Regions from separate parts of the Mus musculus genome. Here all the other regions are linked to region 2. Evidence: chromatin contacts called from public promoter capture Hi-C and targeted proximity ligation data. All regions are on one chromosome and are shown on one strand. The core of a region is the stretch at or near the end of the contact, and the rest is flanking DNA. Distances in the headings are between cores, read along the strand shown.

Region 1 (3,403 bases), core at 785-3,284, 270 kb before region 2:
GACTTAGGGCTGGAACATTCTGTGGTTGTTCTCAGAATCGGTGTGTGGTGGCCCGCTTTTGACTCCCTTTTCTTCTCGGGGGAGAGGCCCAATTCAGAGATCAAGAGTTGTCTTAATAGCTCCCAACAGGCCCAGAACCTCAGTGATGAAAACTGGGGCCTGAGGGAGCTGACAGTAGTTGAGAATGTGACGCTACAGTGCATGCATATACACCTGTCCCAGGTTCTACGGATGCAGATGCATCCCAGATACAGCCAGGAACTGAGAGGGGAGTAGATGAACACAATAAGAAAGGGCAGGCTCAGCCTGGGGTCCAATAGGGACTGGGAATCCAGTAGTCCCTTAGCCCCCACACATGTCTGTGCTCTATAGAAGGGGCAGAAAGGCCAGGACTGTGCTGTGGGAAAGGGGAATGGTCAGTATTTTATGATCCACAGGGCACAGAGTCAAAGCCTGGGGAGGGGCTAGGGGCAGGGTTGGGCGTGGAAAATGTTTCTGCATGAATTTCAGTTCAAAATGAGAAGTTGACTTCTGCTCCTTTGAAGTAACTGAGTAGGGAAAGAGGAGGAGACAGACCAGCAAGAACCAGACACCAAAAAAAAAAAATAAATAAAAATAAAAATAAAAAAGAGAAAAAAAGTGAAAAAAAAGAACAAGAAAGAAAGAAAGAAAGAAAGAAAGAAAGAAAGAAAATAAAGAAAAAGAACCAGACACCAGGGCTGGTGAGATGGCTCAGTGGGTAAGAGCACCCGACTGCTCTTCCGAAGGTCAGGAGTTCAAATCCCAGCAACCACATGGTGGCTCACAACCATCCGTAACGAGATCTGGCGCCCTCTTCTGGAGTGTCTGAAGACAGCTTCAGTGTACTTACATATAATAAATAAATCTTTAAAAAAAAAAAAAAAAAAAAGAACCAGACACCAGCTAGGACAGGCAGGCTGCGGGAGGAAAGAGTGAGACACAGGTGTAGCTACCTACAACTGCTTGAATAGTCCAAATCCCCATTACCCAGGGAGACACAGAGAAGGGAGAAGCAAGGAAGGAAGGGGAGACTGAAGAAAGAAACAGCCCTTAGCCAGCCTGAGGGAAGACATAGCTGCCCCCTCAACACCAGAGGGCATGACTGAAGAGTGTGATGTGATGTGATATGATGTTCTCTCTCTCTCTCTCTCTCTCCCTCCCTCTCAGTTGTGGGCTCACACACTTGGGTGTGTGTAACAGTGAGGTTGTGTGTGGTAGCCTTTAGGGACAGGTGTTTATTTTGTTATTATTTTTTTTATTTTTAAAAATTATGTGTCTCTGTTTGTGCAAATGAGTGCAGTCCCCAAGTAAGCCCCAAGTGTCAGATCTGGCTCCAGAGTTCAAGCCAGTTGTGAGCTACCTGGCTGAGTTCTGGGAACTGAACTTGGGTCCTGTGTAAGATCTGGAAATGCCTTGAACATCGGGGCCATCTCTCCAGCTGTTATTTTTGAAGGGCTGAAGAACTAGAGTCCATGTCAGAAAGGCGAGGAACCACCAACTAAGGTTTTTGACATACAACTGCAACTTTGTCTCTTCACTTGATTTTTCTTCGCTTTTTGAAGCTCCTCAGATCTCTGACATAAAGAACACAAAAGCGCAGTTTTCTGGCTATTCCTAGCGAAGGTCAAAGGAGCAAACGAAGCTCTTTGGGCAGGAGAAAGAAGTTGGTGAGTTAAGGATGGCCACTAACGGAATCTACTAGAGAGGTTGGTAGATGGGGATAGGCAGAAGGCTGACAGAGTTGCACATGCTGCAGAAAGCTGTCCAGCTCCAGCACAAAGTGGAAGGGAGCTGGACACACCCTTCTCGGAGCAGGACTCAAAAATGAACCCAGCACTGTGGCCGACTCGGGTCACATGCTAGTGTCTCGGGCAGGAGGCGGGAGCTGCAGAGATCCAATACCGGCTATTCTCTCCAACGTGTTGAGTCAGCATCCGGGGCGGCATCCGGGGCGGAGCGCAATGCCCCTTATAAGGCTGGCTGTCCTGGGGCCTGTGTTTGCTTCCATCCCTGAGACACCTCTCTGACTATTCAGCACTTGATCCCCACTTCTCTCTGCACAGCAGCCAGTGAGTCCACGCCCTGAAGCTTCCCCGAACTACCAGCTTGCAGCTGTCGGGGCCAGGGCTCGCTCTGGACTGAGCTCTCTGCACCGGGCATTTTGCACCAGGAGCCTGGGACGGGGTGTGGGGAACAAATCAGAAAAGGGACCCGGGAGATGGAGCGGGAAAGTGCACCACACTGAACCCTAATCATTCCCCTTCTTCTACCTAACATTCTTCTCCTGTCCCCCAGTGCCGCCGTACACCATTGTCTACTTCCCAAGTCCAGGTAGGAGCTAATGACTGCAGGAAGGGGAGGTCTGGGGTAGGGGTTGCAGCCCACCATTCCTATCTGCCATGGAGAAATTGCAATTCATCATTAATCCTCCTGGTTGCAAGGCTCTACTTCCCTCACCATGGCCAGTCAGTCCTTGTACTCGAAATTGCTTTGAGGCTGGGCCTTTACACTATCCCCCAAATCCTTACCCTGACTCCATACAGGGCGGTGTGAGGCCATGCGCATGCTGCTGGCTGACCAGGGCCAGAGCTGGAAGGAGGAGGTGGTTACCATAGATACCTGGATGCAAGGCTTGCTCAAGCCCACTTGTGTGAGTGACACCCGTAGTGGAGGGGGCAGAGGTAGGGCCTTAGGAGGGCTGTGACTGGGAGGCAGCAGCATCACCAAGGTTCTTGTTCCTCCCTCCAGCTGTATGGGCAGCTCCCCAAGTTTGAGGATGGAGACCTCACCCTTTACCAATCTAATGCCATCTTGAGACACCTTGGCCGCTCTTTGGGTAAGTCCTGAACCCAGGTGGTCCAGCTGGTGGGCAGGGTGGTGGGGGGGGTATCAGTTATTGTTTCAGGGGGTATCTGCCCAGCTGGCCACTCCCTTTTTAGTTTTGAGTTGACAGAGCAAAACAGGGACACACAGAGATTATCCTTGTTCAGGCTGCATCTGTGGTCTGCCTGCCATGGCTTCCTGTTGCCTTTCATGAGCTCAGGTCTCACATGACTACCCATATCCCCTCCCCCAAGACTGCGACCTACCAACAGCCACATACCTGAGGAAATCAGGGATCAGTCATGCTGTCTCTCCCAACCCGCAGGGCTTTATGGGAAAAACCAGAGGGAGGCCGCCCAGGTGGATATGGTGAATGATGGGGTGGAGGACCTTCGCGGCAAATATGGCACCATGATCTACAGAAACTATGTGAGCCTGAATCTGGGGGGTAGGGTAGCCCAGGAAGTAGGTAGTGGTAGGCCATGTCCCTGGGGGGGGGGGTATATCTGGAATTCATTACAGGGCAGCAGGAGTCCAGTGCCCAGGGCACTGTGACAGT
Region 2 (3,492 bases), core at 147-2,646:
CCCCTCAGGCCTGTGTCAGACAGTTTTAAGTCTAGAAAGCAGGTTTAAAAAACAAACAAACAAATCAAGTCAGGCAATCCATCTTGTCTGCTCCTCTGAGAGGACTGTCTCAGAGTGAGCGCCATCAGAAAGTTCAAGATGAACTTCACGTCTCCTCCTCTCCTTCTTGCACTCTGGCTGAACGAGCGGATGACAGATCGAGTGACGCCAGTGCCACTGCGTGGGGCCCGAGCGACTGCCCCCCACCCCCACCCCACCCCCGCGCGCGACAGTCTGAGCCTGGAGCAACAGGAAACGAGGCTCGGGCCAAAACAAAAACAACCGAAAGTTCGGCGAGCCGGCGCGAGCAGATTGGGCGAGACGCTTGCCGGCCGCCCATTGGAGAAGAGGAAAAACACAGTCCCCCAATCCCGAGCGGCCGAGCAGCTCCCCTCGTGCGGCCGCGACCCGGCCCTCGCCGACCGCTACCGCTCCCTTCCGGCCGCCGCCAACACTGCAGGCCGTGCTCGCTCGCCCGGCCGCCCCGGCCCCGCAGCCCCGCCCCGCGGCCCGGTTCCTGCACGCACGCACGCACGCACGTACGTCCTCCGCGGCTCACCGCCAGCACTGCCGGTCTTCCAGCACCGGGCCCGTCCAAGAGCTCCGCCACCGAGCTCCCGAAGCGCCCGGCTACACTTTTTGGTCCCTCCAGAAAAATTAATCACCAAAAAATATTTCCTCAGAAAAAAAAATTGGAGAGTAAAATCCAATATGGCGGCACGGACGTAGCACCGCCCGCTGCCTCCGCTGACGGAAGGGGGGGGGAAATAAAGGAGTCCGCGTCCGCCGAGGGGCCCCCCCAACCCTGCCGCCACGGCCACCACCGCGGCCCGCGCCAAGCCCCTGTCCCCGAGCCCTGGCTCGCAGCGCCGGGCCACCCCCGCCTCACAGTCCTCGGGCCTCACCTCCACCTCGCGCGCAGTCGCGGGATCTGAGAGGCATCCGCCGACTTCGGGGCTTCGCGTCCTGCGTTCTCGCGCAGCGCCGGGTGCCGCCTCCGGTCCCCGGGCGTCCTCACCTCATAGCCCCCGAGCCTCGCTGCCGCGCCGCAGACGCGTCGCCGCCCCCGGTGAGCCACCCGGACACCGCCCGGGCTCGGTGGAAGGACACGAAAAGGAGTCCACGACTGACGGCGGAGGGACACCACGCCGACACCGAGCGTGCGCGCACCTTTGCTCCGCGCTAGTGGCCGCGATGGCTTCGACGGAATTCTGCGGGAAGAGGCTGAGAGACACCAGAGAGAATGAAGTTCCCTGCCGCGGCACCCGACAGCGGAGGCACAAGAGTAAATCCCCCCCACCACCACCACCAAAGAAACCACGTCGTTGCCGTCGCTGAGCCTCGAGGCGGAGGGATCGCAGCGAGAGTCGTTCGAAGATCCCTCCGCCCGGCTGCCCTTTAAATCTCGGTGGAGGCGGCGTCGCCGCGCGCCCGGTGGGCGCCACCTAGTACCCCGGCCGCTTGCTGCCCCGCGGGGTTGGCCCCCGCCCCCGTCTCGTGCGCACCTGCACCTACCAGGGACAGCTCCCGAGCTGCGATTTCAGGGGGCAACTGCGAGGCGCACGGCGCTCCGGGCCCGCTGTGCCTCCGGGGTGCACTGAGGGGAGGCGGCCGGGAATGGCGAGTTTCTTTGTTGTGGGGATGGGTGTCGTTGGAAGCAGAAACACCCTTCAAGACCATGTGGGCCACCTGAACGGTACCACGCGGGAGGCGGGGAGGGAGCGTGCTTTGGGTCCCCCGTGCTGACACCGGCCGCTCCTTGAGCACCTACTGAGTGACAACCTTTCCACGACGCAGCCACTCCTCGCCCTCTTCGGGCTCAACCGGCGCAAGAAAGGCGGTTTGGTCCTCCGGGAGCTTGGGGCGGAAGATCCGGAGTGGCTTGCACCCACGCCTGGGGTATGGTGAAGCCCCACCCCTTGGATCTTGCAGTTGGATAAGGGGTGCCTCACAACAATAACGAGGGTCACATCCTTGTCCCTAACCAGACGTCGTTCCCAACGATCTGGTGTGTCCCTTTATTTGTCCCTCAGGGTAATCCCCAGAGGTCGAGAGTATTGTGGGTTCCAGTTTACACACAGGGAAATTGAGGCATGGACTAGTTGGGTGACTTTTCAACTACTCAGGGCTGGAGCCAGAGCCTCTTATACACTATTCTATGAAAAACGCAGGCTTTAAAGTGAAGCAGGTGGTTGGGACCTGAAGGAGGTGTTTGAGGTTGTCACGTATTGAAGCAAACACCTGAGTGAGGTGGAGGGTGTTATGGAAAGGTACGAAAATGTCCAGGCAATGGAAAGAAAGAATGCAACTCCAGCGACACATGAGACAGGGAGAACAGCTGAGGCCATTGCAGGAGGGCCCCAGCCTGCCTCGGTTCCCTGCAAACACCACTACCACACTGAACACTCACATACCTTAGCATAGTAGGCATTTTCTAGAGGATGGCTCAGCAGAGTCAAGCAAATACCAACTTAGCTCCCATTGCCCTTGCCTCTTTGATCTTGAGTACTTGACGACGCTTGTTATCCCCTTCCATAGATGGGAAACAGAGGCACAGAAACCTGCTAAGGACACATAGCTGGGAAGGTATATTTCTTCAAAACCAGAATTCCTGTGCTGACCTCAGCTGTGTGACCTGTATCCTCAGTCTACAGACCATCTTGGGAGTGGGCAGTGGGCATAGGAGACCAGTCACAGGAGATACAGGGCTTGACACTTCAGGTCGACTTCCTGCCCTTTCCAGTCACCTGTTGCATCGGATCTATCCTGCTGTATTCCCTTTTTGTAGACACAGCTAACAATTCCTTTGATCTTAGTTTTGTTGTGTTTTTCTAGTTTCTTAATACCGCTACCCCACAAGACTTCTATAGGACTTGGCTCCAAATATGTGCCAGAGACACTAAAGTTGCTTCTGCCACGTTTGATACCAAATGCCAAAGAGCTGAACATACACGGGACACCAGATGGTGTCCCTCCAGTGGGCACCAATGGTCCTAGACTGACTTTCAGAGGTAGAATGCTCAGGTTCCAAGTCCACCCAAACTTCAGCAACCCTGGGCCCCAAATTCTCCTGTCTTCCACCTCAAAACAACAGCACATGACCCTTCAGGCTCACCCAAGCTCCCAGCTCTGTATAGCTCTTAAGTGCTTCCATTTATTCCCTGCTGAATGCCAGGCCAAGTGTAGGCATTCCCTTCCAAGGAAATGGACTGGGATTCTAGCCTGCCATAGAAGAACCCAAGTGAGCATAGCACAGCCTTTCAGCCTGTCCAGTGCTGTCCTTCCAATCCCTCAACAACTGCTGCTCTTCTAGCGGCAGCTCTGAGACCTAGGTAGACCATGATTGATGAAACTGGGCTGGGCTCAGGACCTTTGTTGAGCCATGCTGAAAGCTTGGGGCTTTTATAGGGCTTGATCTACGGAGGTCATGGCTGAGTTGGCTCTTGCCACAGC
Region 3 (3,566 bases), core at 737-3,236, 290 kb before region 2:
CCCTCGAGGGTCTTTCATTTGGTACATGGGCCGGGAATTCGAAAATCTTTCAGTTTCCCTATGCAGCCCAGGCTAGCTTCACTCAGCACCTTCCATCCTGGTGCTCACAGCACTGAGTCCAGCTCTGCACTGTCATGCCCTGCTCCAGTGGTACGGTTTATGTTACAGAAGCACATTGTGAAGTGACATAGTCTGTTCCCTTCAACAAAAAGGTATCAAAGGGGGAAAATGGATTTAAAAAGTGAGGTTCCCAGCCTGGCAGTACTGGCACACTCCTTAAATCCCAGCACTCAGGAGACAGAGACAGGTGGCATTCTATGGTTTTGAAGCTGGCCTGCTCTACAGAGCAAGTTCCAGGTCAACCAGGGCTACACAGAGAACAGAGAAGCACAGTGTCGATGATAGATAGATAGATAGATAGATAGATAGATAGATAGATAGATAGATAGATAGACAGATGCATAGATGATAGATAGAAGACAGACAGACAGACATGAGGTTCCCAGGGAACTAACCAGACCAAACAAGTTTAAATCCTGTTTACTAGCTGAGTGACCTTGGGCATGCCACGTCAATTCTTTGTTTCAATTTCTCTACAAACAAGGAACAGTGCTAGCCTTGAGGACTGGTACATGTAAGGCTTAACTCTTTGCTAAGAGTTTTCTGTTATAGCATCACCAAGAGAGGAGGGGATAGTTCATTAGTTAAAATCCCTTTATTTAAAAAAAAAGGGGGGGCTGGAGGGATGGCTCAGTGGTTGGGAGCATTGGCTGCTGTTTTGGAGGTCTTGAGTTCAGGTCCCGGCGACTGCATGGTAGCTCACGGCCATCTGTGGTGGGATTGGATGCCCTCTTCTGGTGTGTCTGAGGACAGCTGCAGTGTGCTTGCATGTGATAAATAAATAAATATTTAAAAAAAATTTTAGGGCTGGTGAGATGGCTCAGCGAGTAAGAGCACTGACTGCTCTCCCAAAGGTCCTGAGTTCAAATCCCAGCAACCACATGGTAGCTCACAACCACCCATAGTGAGATCTGATGCCATCTTCTGGTGTGTCTAAATACAGCTGCAGTGTACTCATTTATAATAATAAATAAATCTTTAAAAAAATTTTTTTTAAATCCCTTTATTCTTTTCTTGAAAAGACAGGCTCTTGCTATATAGCTCTGGCTGGCTTGGTTGCTATATAGCTCTGGCTGGCTTGGTGATCTTGGTTGTAGACCAGTCTGGCCTTGAATTCGAAAGGGCTGCCTCTCTTTGTACTTTTTTTTTTTTTTTTCGAGACAGAGTTTCTTTGTATAGCCCTGGCTGTCCTGGAACTCACTTTGTAGACCAGGCTGGCCTCGAACTCAGAAATCTGCCTGCCTCTGCCTCCCAAGTGCTGGGATTAAAGGCGTGCCGCCCGACCTTCCTTTGTACTTTGAGTGCTGCAATTAAAGGTGTGTGCCATCACTCCAGGTGACACTGCCATTATTATGGTTATTGTTATTATTTATTTTTTGTCATTTATAAACATGGTTTCTCTTTGGAGCCCTGGCTGTCCTGGAACTCTGTCGACCAGACGGACTGGGCTGAACTCAGAGATCCTCTTGCTTCTGCCTCCTCCCAAGTGCTGGGATTAACCACGGCTCCTCTACATTGCCTTATTTTTACAAGGAGCACTTATTATTATACCATGTACTGTTGGTAGAGGCCTACCTGCATATAAGGCACTGTCCAAACCCCTGAGCACACAAGAAACCGAGTGGTTTGGGCGTGTTAAGTGGGAGGCTTATCATGTGACCATGTGTGCCTCTTGCAAAACTCCAGTAGCATATTGCACCACAGATAGAAAGGTGAGTCTGCCCTCCCCCACCACGTCTGCCAGGAAGCTGGTACACTGAACACCAGGACTTGGTCTGTTTCTGGGGCAGTGTGGGATGTCTGAGGAGGTGGAGTCTTCCTGTCAATATAAGGCCCCGATCACTTCCTCTCTTCCTGCTGAGCTTGCACCACACTGTATCCGCCCAACAGTAAGGAGAAACCTGGAGGCAAGGGCGGGGGCAATTATACCCCCACCTCACCCCTGCTACTAACCGCTCCTTGGCCCTGCAGCCCAGGCAAGGTCCTCCTTCATCGTGCTTTTTGTCTATCTCTCCTAGTGCCACCTTACACCATCGTCTATTTCCCTTCCCGAGGTGTGGCCTCAGCACTTTCAAGACGAAGGGCACAAACAATAGTCTTCTGGGTCATTCCTGGGAATCCCCAACAGTGGTGTAGGAAGGGCGTGACCAAGACTGTATTGGGGCCGGGCCGGGACAGAGACCTGGGGCAGGACTACAGTTGTGGTTGGTGGGGCCAGGACTGCCCTCTTAGCCTCCGTAGATAGCTGCACTGTCTGTCACTTTTCCTTCCTTCCCTGTGCCATGGTGGGGCTGGGTCTTCGCATTCCAAGATAATGTTAGGACATGGCCTCTATCACCACATATCTCCCCTCCCTATGAGGCTCCCAAGCTAGTGTAGTCCTCTTGTCAGCTTTCCACTCTCCCAAACTCTCCCAGGATGCTCTGAGAGTAGATCTCTTCGCTGTGTCCTCATCCTGCACCCCCATACAGGGCGCTGTGAGGTTATGCGCATGCTTCTAGCTGACCAGGGCCAGAGCTGGAAGGAGGAGGTGGTGACCTTGGATGTTTGGGAGCAAGGCACATTCAAGGCTTCCTGTGTGAGTAATTGTCTCCCTCTCCCCCTTGGGGATTCGGTTGGGGCGCAGCCTTAGGGTGCTGTGTCTAGGATTGGGGGCAGCCAGGTTCAGCACCCCTTACAGAGGGATCTTCTCCCAGTTGTTTGGACAGATCCCCAAGTTCCAGGATGGAGAGCTCACCCTGTACCAATCCAATACTATCCTACGGCACCTGGGCCGCTCCTTCGGTGAGTCCAGAAGCCAAGCCCTGAGAGACACCTGAGATGTTCCTCAAAATGTCCTGGGGCTTTGAATTGCCTCACCTGCAGCCACCAATGTCCCACCTGGGTCACCCTAGAGGATCATGCAGGGCCCAGGTTCCAGAAGGCTACTGGTGTGCTGCTGGGCGGTCGCTGTCTGTACAGCCAGGGCTGTGAGTTTCCAACTTGTATCATTTTTCTAATGACATCCCAGAGGTAGGCAGGGAAGACCTCCAATTAAGGTTAGAGAGTAGACCCAGGCTGAGACTGAGTGGACATGTAGGGACAAGTACAGAACCTGAGCCTGCTGCCTGCCCGCTGACCCAGGGCTCTATGGCAAAGACCAACAAGAGGCAGCACTGGTGGACATGGTGAACGATGGACTGGAAGACCTATTCAGACGCATTGCCCGGCAGTATCGCCATATCCTGGTATGTAGGAGCCACAGGCTAGTGACCAAGCGTGGTGGGCAGGAAAGGGAGATCACTTCGGTCACTCTGGCTGCACATTTCTGACCACAGAAGGAGGGCAAGGACCAGTATCAGAAGGAGCTTCCGGGACACCTGAAGCCATTTGAAACTCTCCTGGCCCAGAACAGGGGTGGCCAGTCCTTCATTGTTGGTGACCAGGTGAGCATTGGGTAGGCCTTT

The links. Promoter capture Hi-C pulls out the DNA fragments that hold promoters and counts their contacts.
Region 1: a promoter capture Hi-C map of embryonic stem cells shows a contact between it and region 2, with 2.2 times the contacts expected there. A contact is called at or near these places in 9 of 39 promoter capture datasets (the C10 cell line, cranial neural crest, embryonic stem cells and 6 more), 8 of 484 Hi-C or Micro-C datasets (B cells, CD4 T cells, the G1E-ER4 cell line and 3 more), 13 of 130 datasets of targeted methods (the SCID.adh cell line, cardiomyocytes, embryonic limb bud and 6 more) and 3 of 9 other capture datasets (adipose tissue, macrophages and pancreatic islet).
Region 3: a contact with region 2 is called in a targeted proximity ligation map of embryonic stem cells, with 7 times the contacts expected there. A contact is called at or near these places in 6 of 39 promoter capture datasets (the C10 cell line, cranial neural crest, hippocampal neurons and 3 more), 2 of 484 Hi-C or Micro-C datasets (CD4 T cells and nephron progenitors) and 6 of 130 datasets of targeted methods (embryonic stem cells, epiblast stem cells, large pre-B cells and 3 more).

The regions. Positions count from the first base shown.
Region 1 is chr19:4,040,852-4,044,254 of GRCm38.p6, reverse strand. Gstp2 (glutathione S-transferase, pi 2) reads left to right here and starts at 2,034. Exons shown (of 7, transcript NM_181796.2): 1 at 2,034-2,090; 2 at 2,317-2,352; 3 at 2,565-2,671; 4 at 2,770-2,857; 5 at 3,170-3,273. The coding sequence starts at 2,090.
Region 2 is chr19:3,765,793-3,769,284 of GRCm38.p6, reverse strand. It overlaps Kmt5b (lysine methyltransferase 5B), which reads right to left and starts at 1,396. Exons shown (of 11, transcript NM_001379678.1): 1 at 945-1,396.
Region 3 is chr19:4,057,867-4,061,432 of GRCm38.p6, reverse strand. It overlaps Gstp3 (glutathione S-transferase pi 3), which reads left to right and starts at 1,986. Exons shown (of 7, transcript NM_144869.3): 1 at 1,986-2,009; 2 at 2,139-2,174; 3 at 2,592-2,698; 4 at 2,817-2,904; 5 at 3,244-3,347; 6 at 3,438-3,545. The coding sequence starts at 2,009.